Linked DNA regions of Mus musculus: region 1 is linked to region 2. The links are chromatin contacts, called in public Hi-C maps. All regions are on one chromosome and are shown on one strand. Each heading gives the region's core, a stretch centred on a gene start, on an enhancer-like site or on the middle of the called end of the contact. The rest is flanking DNA. Distances are from core to core; before and after follow the strand shown. Region 1 overlaps Nbea (neurobeachin). Region 2 overlaps Nbea (neurobeachin).

The links. A called contact is a pair of places that touch in the nucleus more often than the background predicts.
Region 1: a contact with region 2 is called in a Hi-C map of cerebellum, with 2.3 times the contacts expected there. The contact joins two enhancer-like sites. A contact is called at or near these places in 2 of 39 promoter capture datasets (macrophages and second pharyngeal arch cranial neural crest), 1 of 484 Hi-C or Micro-C datasets (cerebellum), 4 of 115 datasets of contacts at active chromatin or transcription factors (bone marrow-derived macrophages, craniofacial prominence, embryonic hindbrain and 1 more) and 2 of 9 other capture datasets (adipose tissue and pancreatic islet).

Annotation. Positions count from the first base shown.
Region 1 is chr3:55,963,552-55,968,087 of GRCm38.p6, reverse strand. It overlaps Nbea (neurobeachin), which reads left to right. Exons shown (of 58, transcript NM_030595.1): 31 at 1-176. All of the region lies in intron 2 of Gm31914 (a long non-coding RNA gene), which reads right to left. Among named protein-coding and RNA genes, the nearest start is that of Gm22784, 8.9 kb to the right of the region's middle. Within about 2 kb of position 2,082, at least 8 of the 459 cell types and tissues checked have an H3K27ac peak or open chromatin away from gene starts, as enhancers often do. A contact at or near this core is called in cerebellum, where this site is marked.
Region 2 is chr3:55,792,728-55,797,424 of GRCm38.p6, reverse strand. The region is part of intron 40 of Nbea (neurobeachin); the gene reads left to right. Among named protein-coding and RNA genes, the nearest start is that of Mab21l1, 13 kb to the right of the region's middle. Within about 2 kb of position 3,029, at least 25 of the 459 cell types and tissues checked have an H3K27ac peak or open chromatin away from gene starts, as enhancers often do. A contact at or near this core is called in cerebellum, where this site is marked.

The DNA of each region.
Region 1 (4,536 bases), core at 833-3,332, 170 kb before region 2:
TCCATATCTAGCATTAGTCAAACCAAAGGTATTAATGTGAAGGAGATACTAAAAAGTCTTGTGGCTGCCCCAGTTGAGATTGCTGAGTGTGGCCCTGAGCCTATTCCATACCCAGATCCGGCACTGAAGAGAGAAGCACACGCTATTCTTCCTATGCAGTTCCATTCCTTTGACAGGTATGTACTGACCTTCTAATCCTCAGGGTCCTATGCATCGTAAGCTCTCTGAACTTGCAAAACAGTAGGAGGTTCTCAATAACATCTCATTTATCAATGTTGATTCTTACTTCAAAGACTGTCTAAGTGCTAGTCTGCAGGATTGAGTCTGGCATGAGGCATATCACACTGGAAATGGTGAGCATAGTGTAGGGTTAGAACCTACTACTCAAGAATGATCACACATTGAGGAATCTATTTTCCTCTTTGCTTTACTTTTCTCCATATGAAATGGAAATGATAACTCTCTCCCAAATCAACTCTGATTCTCAAATTCTATTATACTGTTATAAAATATTATAATGATTATTATAGCTTAAGTAACTTCCTTTAAGTAGCCACAGTTAATTTTAATTCTGAGTTAATCTTTATTGAAAAATACAAAAAGAGGTTTGTATTTTTGGTTGTTAAAAAAAGATTGTAATTCCTTCATCAGTATAAAAGATTTAGATACTTGAAAATAAATATTCTTGAAAGGCATTTCGAACATAACTTAGAACCTGTCCCATGTATCTACATTTAAATATAAAATCATTCAAAAAATTTGGAGGCAACCGATTCTTTTTTTAACCCATTTTATATGCAATTAAAGTATCTCAGAGATTCAAAATAAAATGATATAGATACAATGAATCATTGCATTTAATATATCTTACAATTTAATCAAATGCAGCCTCAGAAAAATACTGCAGGTATTCACTAATTACCAACAAGAGTGCTTGCTTATTGGTTTTGCTATATAGTTGAAATTATGTTTGTATGTTGATAAAAGAAGGTATAGGTTTATTATATTTGTTATTGATTTTTAAAACGTATCTTTATATCAAAAATTTGAGAGATTATTGATAAGAAAGTGCTGTCAGCTTTAGTTATAAAGATTTAATTTATGAGTGTTTCTTAAGCTAAAATATTAAGATTAATATTAGGCAAAGAAGAATAAGCATTATTAAGGCATTACTAAATAGTTAAGTAATGTCACTTTCACAAATAGTCATATAAAATGATTATTAAAAGTTTCTAAGAAGTGGCAAATTATAATATTATGAAGTGTAGAAAATGCCTTTCTGTTCTGAAAAGTCTTGATTAAACAGTTGTTAACTCTGTTTTCTCATGTTTATTCAAATGGTGTTTGTTCCTTCTGGATTTCACATTACATCTCTATTTCACATGTCCAATTTATGTTTATAGGATATGAGTATGTTTATCCCTATCACTTTGTGCCAATCTATGCCTTTTTCTGTGTACACATAAGACTATCAGTCTAATATTAAATAACACAAATTAATAAGCTAATTGAAGTTGTCTGATTTAATTTTAAAGTATATCTTTACTTTTTGTGAAAACACAAATGAATAAATCCAGGTAATTTTTGAGATTTATAGGAGAGAGGATTCAGGATAATTAAGGAAAATATTTTTGTATTGATTTGGATTTATATTCAGATTTCTTTATTAAAACTTACAGCTGTCACCTTAATGGTCACTCCTCTCAGTTACACACACAGCATTTATACTTTTCAGAATGTTATTTTGGAACACTGGGACTTTTCCTGTGTTCCTGGTTGCACTTGTGCAAAATGCAATAGGAATGAAATCATTATTTGAAATTGTTAACAAGTTAGGATGAAATGGAAGAGCACAAAGCATGCTTTTCATGTTTTTATTCTTTTGAGGAAGAGTTTCCATGTAGTTAATATATGCAGTAGCTCAAGTCCTAGCAAATGTAAATGATGAGGTGATATTGATGAAAGGAGGGGATTGAGGTCTCAGGGGCACTGATGACGGATTGAACAGAAGCGGCCTTGCGCTGCACGTAACTCAAGTCTGTCGTCTTCACTACTCAAAGCCGTAATGGGAGGTGGCAGTCTGAAATGAGTTGCCACGGCGAGGAGTATTATTTTTGAAATGCTTTCACACAAATCACTAGGCCCTGCATACAACTTAGTTTCATGCTTTAATGTCATCAGGAGGCACAAATTGGTGTGTCTAATTGTTTGCCACCTGCCAGCAAAATGAGCTGCCAGCCAGCCAGACGGGTTTGATTGTCTGTCAGCCATTCAATAGATTGAGAGTGACAACATCAAAAATGTAACTTCAAACTCTGAAGCCTTGAGCAGCTTTGCAGAGACATCATCCCCACAAGAACTCGTGGACTGCTTCATTTTCCATTCTATTCCTAGTATATTGCTGACATTTACCTTATCTGTCCTAAGGTAGCTAGCTATAATTGCATTATGAGGTATATAAACATATTTCTGAAACACTAAAGTCTGAAATCCAAGTTGTGACATATCTTTTAACAATAGATTGCATTCCTTGAAAAATGGGATCCAAGATGACAGACAGCCTTTAGAATGAAAGTGCAAAAAGCTCCCAGTGACAAACAGAAGGCTTCTATACATAAAGTATTTGGTTTTACTTTTAGTTGAAATAACTGTAAACTCAGTTTCTCAGTTCTTTAACTAGCACTATGTAACTGTACTGGAAATTACTTGTGATATTCCTTTTGTTAACCAACTACTTATTGGTCTGTTGCAGTCATTGCAGCAATGTGTTTCTTAGGCTTAGACTGTAATTTTGGAAATGACGTGCATAAGCAACTGTAGAGACTGGAGTTCTCTTCACTTACGTACACTAGTTGTCTCTTCCTATTTGCAGTAGAGCCATAGAGAATTTCGATGTTTTAAAGTTTATAATTTTTAATATGTAAATAGCAACATCAAATTTTAGAAATGCTTAGGTATAATAAAACAAACTTATTTTTAGAATTTGATATTTCTTCAAAAATTTTATGTTATTCTTCATATAGATGTTTTTATCTACTTGTACAGTAAGTGCTGGTTCTTTTTATTTTTTTTCATTGTATCAGTGAAGATTTAAAAACCTGTTTTTGATTACACTGAATTACCAAAAGGTATATCTCCGAAACCACTCTTCACTTCAGTGTATGTAGAGATTGCACACAATTTTTATTATTGAATGAAAATATATCTTCTGGTTTTGTTTCTAACAGCCATGTGGAAATGGATGTAGCAGTTACAGAATTCTGCAGCAACACTGCACCTCTGGTAGATTTACTAGCAAACTGTGGTTGGCTAATAGTTCTAGTCAGGCTGCCACTAACTGCACCACTGTGAACTCTTCTCCAAATCTGCCAGAGCTTGGGCCCCACTATTAGCTAAAATTAAAGTCTGTATTACACACATTTAGCTTGAGAAGATAGATAATAAATGAAAAAATTTTGATTATTGATATATTTTATTGTTATTCTTTTAAAAATTGTAAATTTAGTCTATTTAGAAAGCTTGCAATTGTATGACTTCCTTGACTAACAGAAGTCATTACAGTCAATATTATATATGTCATCTTTTCTTGTTTTGCAAACTTGTTTTGTGTTCAAATCAATGTAGCTAAGCAAACTAATAATGTATTTTTTCCTTGCTTTTTAATATTTTGCCTCCAACTTGTTTTCTATTCTAAAAAATGAATATCCCTAAAATAAAATCTGTGGCTAAAATAAGTAAGACCAAATAAACTGTTTACTTAAAATTTTCTAGTTGGAACAAAGTATAAGCTTAGTGTATGTGTATTTTCACTTCATTAGATTTTTAACATTGGCTTTAGTGCTCAAAATAAAAATACAGACCATGTATGTAATAAATAAATGTACACAAGTAGGTCTTACTTCTTTAACCACAGAACTAAGGTTGTTTTTTAAGCTTACAGTTATTTTGCTGGTGTTGTGTTCCTGCTTCTTTCTGTTTGTTGCAGGATCTATGTTGATTATATCATTTGAAAGACAAAAATAAATATATTGAAAATTATTTATAAACCTGCCAGCTTTTACCAGTCAAATATTCTATTGTAATGTCTCATTTCATTCTGCCTGAAGTGGACAGGGTATGATGGATTTGACTATGTGGCTCTACTCTTTGTTCCCTTTGTCTTTCCTGGCATCTACAGAGTTTAAGTGAATTAAATAATCTCTTTTCAGTGGTGCATTGATAAAATACTATTTATACATTTTTTCTGGTTTTCTCCAGTACTTTATCAAGTATATAAGCATAATAAATGAAGTATTCAAAAAAAATAAATGAAGTATTCCATCATTAACCCAGTGCTATCTTATGAAACTCAGTAAGAAGTTACAATTTCTAAACTATTTAGCACATTCTTTTTTCACATAGTTTTGTTTTTCACACAAGCCTTTTTGGACAAAATGTGATAATGCGGGGATGAATAAATGTGACTATTATATGACCTCTATATAATCTGCTCTTGCGGTTCCTTCCCACTGCCATCTCCGTGCCGTGGGCATCCTC
Region 2 (4,697 bases), core at 1,780-4,279:
TAATTCCTAGTGTTCTTTGATTCTCATTATTTCTCATTCTCACAAAGCCACCAAGCCAGGGTAGACCTGTGGGCATTTGATTGTGCTATAGTCCTATGTTTCCAAAAATATATGTCCTCTTCAACCATGAGTTCTGTAGTCTATAAAATAGATTAAAGTACTCTTTATAGCAATAACAGTCCTGATAACCTGACTGTAAATTTTAAACTATAATAACAACACAGTTCAACTGTGTCCCTTAGACATTAGCCATGCCTCAAATCATATGTAACATTTCCACATCTTTTTTATTTTAAGAATAAGCCATCCTTTGTTGGTTCAAGTGTTTTATATACCCCAATATTAAGATCTTTCCTAATAAATTGTTTTGGTTGATACAAGATTTCTAAGAATTTATTGTCATACCACTAATCTGAAAAAACAGGACAGTAATCACCTAACTCATTGGTACTGTGGCTCTCTGTACATAGGCACCAAGCTTTCACACGATACTGATTTTAGACAGAACACGAATGGAGATACTCATTGCCTAAGAGAGGTACATGACTTGTACACTTGGAGGAAAATGTGAGGTAAAAGAACTGCTTTGCAGTGAACACAATGCTCATACTAGCATCTTGGAGCAGAGGAGGAGGATTGGTCTGCATTGCCACACCCACAGGTGCCCTGGTCCTTTCTTTGAAAGACATTAGCAATGTTGCAAAGCTTGGGTGAAAGACCTCTTTCCCCTGCACTGTACAAAGGGTAAGCAAGGTTTTCTGCATGTTTATGGTTCTTTGAACCATTTTATCCCTGTACCTTAATGCTGCATACAGAAGCGAGAGCCTGCAGAAAGTCCATTGCCATAATCACTTAGCCTTCAGTACAAGAATTTGTATGACTAACAGATTTCAAACACTGCAACAGAATAAACTCTGTTGGTTCAGATAGACAACAAGGCCAGGGACATGGGAACTAGGAACGTGCTCAAAGGTTAAGAGTCTTATGCCCCTCCAGAGAACCTAAGTTTGGTTCCCAGCAGCCATATTAGGTGGCTCACTGTGGCCTGTTAACTTCAGACCAAAAAGACCCAAAGCTTTCTTTTGGCCTTCCTAGAGGAATATTGCATATACTCACAGAGACACACACAAATGCATTTTTTTAAAGATTTGTTTTATGTATATGTGTGCTCTATCTGTATGCACAGAAGATGCCTGCCAGAAGAGGGCATCTGATCTTGTTATAGATGGTTATGAGCCACATATGGTTCTAGGAATTGAACTCAGAACTTTGAAAAGGCAGCCAGTACTTTTAACCCCTGAACCATCTCTCCAGCACCGTATGTATAATTTTCAACTGAATAAAGATTTGATTGAGCCTGGCAGTGGTGGCGCACGCCTTTAATCCCAGCTCTTGGGAGGCAGAGGCAGGAAGATTTCTGAGTTTGAAGCCAGTCTGGTCTACAGAGTGAGTTCCATGATAGCCAGGGCTGTCTTAAAAAAAAAAAAAAAAGATTTTATTGATTTATAAATAGAAATAAGGCAAATCTAGATTTTTTAAAAAGGTTTATTTATTATATATAAGTACACTGTAGCTGTCTTCAGACACATCAGAAGAGGGCATCAGATCTCATTACAGATGGTTGTGAGCTGGGATTTGAACTTTGGACCTCTGGAAGAGCAGTCAGTGCTCTTAACTGCTGAGCCATCTCTCCAGCCCCCAAATCTAGATCTTTTAATCTTTAAAAGAGAGGAAAGTTTGAATGAATTTGCTGTCTAAATATTGCTAAATTTTATCAGACAAAATATCCAGGAAATTTTATAGTGATTGCAGTATTCTTTGTTCTTTCATTCAGAAGTTAAGTTTTTCTCTCATTTTACACTACTAGCTCATCTGCCAGCTAAGAACAGCCAAGGTGCTGCTCTCGTTCAGCATGTTTGTGGATTGGGAATTCAAAGAGAAGCTAAAAAGGGAACATAAATTCTATACTTAAATTTTGGATTTGGGAGGATCTCCACTTATCAAGCAATATTTTCCAAGGAAGAAGAATGGTGTGGACAAGTGGGAAGTGCAGGTGGGAGACAGGATTAACATTGAGACGGAGACTGCAGCAGTGGAAATGCTGACCCACCAGCTCAGTTTAGAGACTTGGAGTCAAAACGTAAATCTACTTTTCTTTCTTTTCAGATACTGTCCTCCATGTCCTCACATCACTGCTGCTGCTGGTGGTGGTGGTGGTGGTGGTTTTTTAAACTTTCAATTGGTTAACAAAAGAGTTAAGTGGATTATTGCTATTTATATTGTTACATAGCTTTTAAAAATCAAGAAAAACAAAAACAAACAAAAAAACAAAGAAATAAGGGGCCAGCAAGATGACTCAGTGAATTAAGACACTTGCCACCAATCCTGACAGCCTGAGTTTAGTCTCTAAACCTGGCATCAAGACAGACAAGAACCAATTCTGACAAGCTGTCCTCTGACCTCCACAAATGAACCATGCGGTGCAAGTGTGTGTGTGTGTGTGTGTGTGTGTGTGTGTGAGAGAGAGAGAGAGAGAGAGAGAGAGAGAGAGAGAGAGAGAGAGAACACTCACACACATGATTATGTAATTATGTAAAAAATTAGTTTACAATAGGAGATGCCAGGAAAACCGTAGAAAAGGCAAGAACTGGAAGGATGTGTAGGTCATTAGCTACCATTTTCCAAGTCCTGATTCATACTTCATATTCCAGTTGTATGTGGTTATCCAACCAAATCAATATAATAAATATTGAGCATTTCTTATATGTAATCCATGACAATACATGGAATAAAAAGATAAACAATAGCATCCCTGTTTTCCAGGACATGTCAGTTGAGCCAGGTCTGAAGGCCAAATTTATTGGATTTACAACATTTTCAAAGGGATATATTACCGATCTAAAGTTAGAGAGCAGAGTTAGGTTTGATGTTTAAACCTCTGAGGTCACCAAGGAAATGGATAATGTAGAGAGCAGAGAGCTTCAGACCAGCTGCAGAGCTCCAAGAAACAGCAGGCTTCCGGACAGTGAAGAAAGCTGTCAGTAGCACTGTGGAGGCCAGGGCAGCGGACAGCAGGACAGTCCTCTGCCATGGGCATCAAAGCACTGGTTCAGTAACTTAACCTGATGTTCCTTAACACAGCTATTTTAAAGCCACTGCACAAGCAATCCTCTAGGAAAGTGTGTCTGAAAGATTTTGCTAAAATCAAAAGGTAACACGTTTTTGTTTAGTAACTTGCTCTTATTAATCATAGTACATTTCCCAAACACCCTGGCAACAGGCCAGGTGGGAGTGTAGCCAAAGAACTGAACAGGAGAGAAAAAAAAAACTGATGTTTAACCTTGGCAGGCCTGGCGAGGGCACAGATAAGACAGAAGCTGAGGTGGCAGGGAAAGTGACACCAAGCTCACAGGCAGAGAGAGCAGCTGGCTTGCACAGGAAGGAAGAAATCAGTTCCAGAAAGTGGACAAAGGAGATGGGGATAAGTCGGGTGCAGAAAGCCTGAGAGGGGACAACAGCAGGACAAGTGCAGTGTTTAATTTTTTTTCAAAATACGAATACTACAAGCCAGGATAGATGCTTGTAGAACAGGGTTTCTCAACCAGTGGATCACAACCTCTTTGGGGTCACATATCAGACATTTATTTATGATTCATAACGATAACAAAATTACAGGTATGAAGTAGCAATAAAATAAATTTTCAGTTGGGATCACATGCCCTGTGTTACAGGGCCAAGGCATTCGGAAGGCTGAAACGCTGGTGCAGAGAATGACCTTTCTGAAGAGGCCTGTGTTTACCAGTCTTCTCAACATGGTGTGTGCACCCTTGCCACCAAAAGGATCCACACCATTGTTGTACCTCACATTATCTGAGCTCTGCTGCCATCCTCTAAACAGAGCTGATCTTGGAAGCCTAGTATGCTTCCTCAGTGCCCTCTCTCCCCACTCTCCTTTCCTCCTCCTGCTCGACAGCCAAGCATGTTTCAGGCTCATGCCATTTGCATCTGTGCATTCATGCCCACCATTTTTCCTCACATTGCCTGCCTGTCATACCCATTCATCACAGCTCGTGGAGTTGCGCTTCTACAATTCCATGCCAGCTTCCTCCACCTGACTGAGAATGGTACACTCAAAGAATGTCTGTAGAGTTCTTCTCTTCCTCTTCTTTGATAGAAGGTAGTACACATAAGGGTTTATAATTTAACTTTGGACTGCTATGTACTTGTTGAAGGACTTTTCTGAATTAGCTTTTTTATTTTCTCATCTGTAAAATGGGACAACAGCAGTAGCTGACAGACGGTGTTGTTGAAAGGAATAAGCAAGATTAATTCATGTGTTCTGCTTTATACGGTGTTCAGATGAGCTCTTCTCTCTATGGCATAATTATTCATACCCCATACTGTAAGGTCCTTCCTTATTAAATTCATGCTTTATAAATTATTGTATTCCATGTAGTTCCCAAAAGAATACAACACACAGCCATTACTTGCTGCACGAATGAAGGGATGCTGGTTAAATGCCTCTATACTTAATTTGTTAAGAAAGTACAAACTGCATGCTGAAAAAACTGTGGCAGTTATAAAATTATGCCATGTTGGTGAATAATATATATTGGGTGTAATAGAATAATTAAGTATAATTTCCAATTGGATTTTAGTATAGTTTTAGATTTTATTTTCTCCAGGATTCAGTCTCT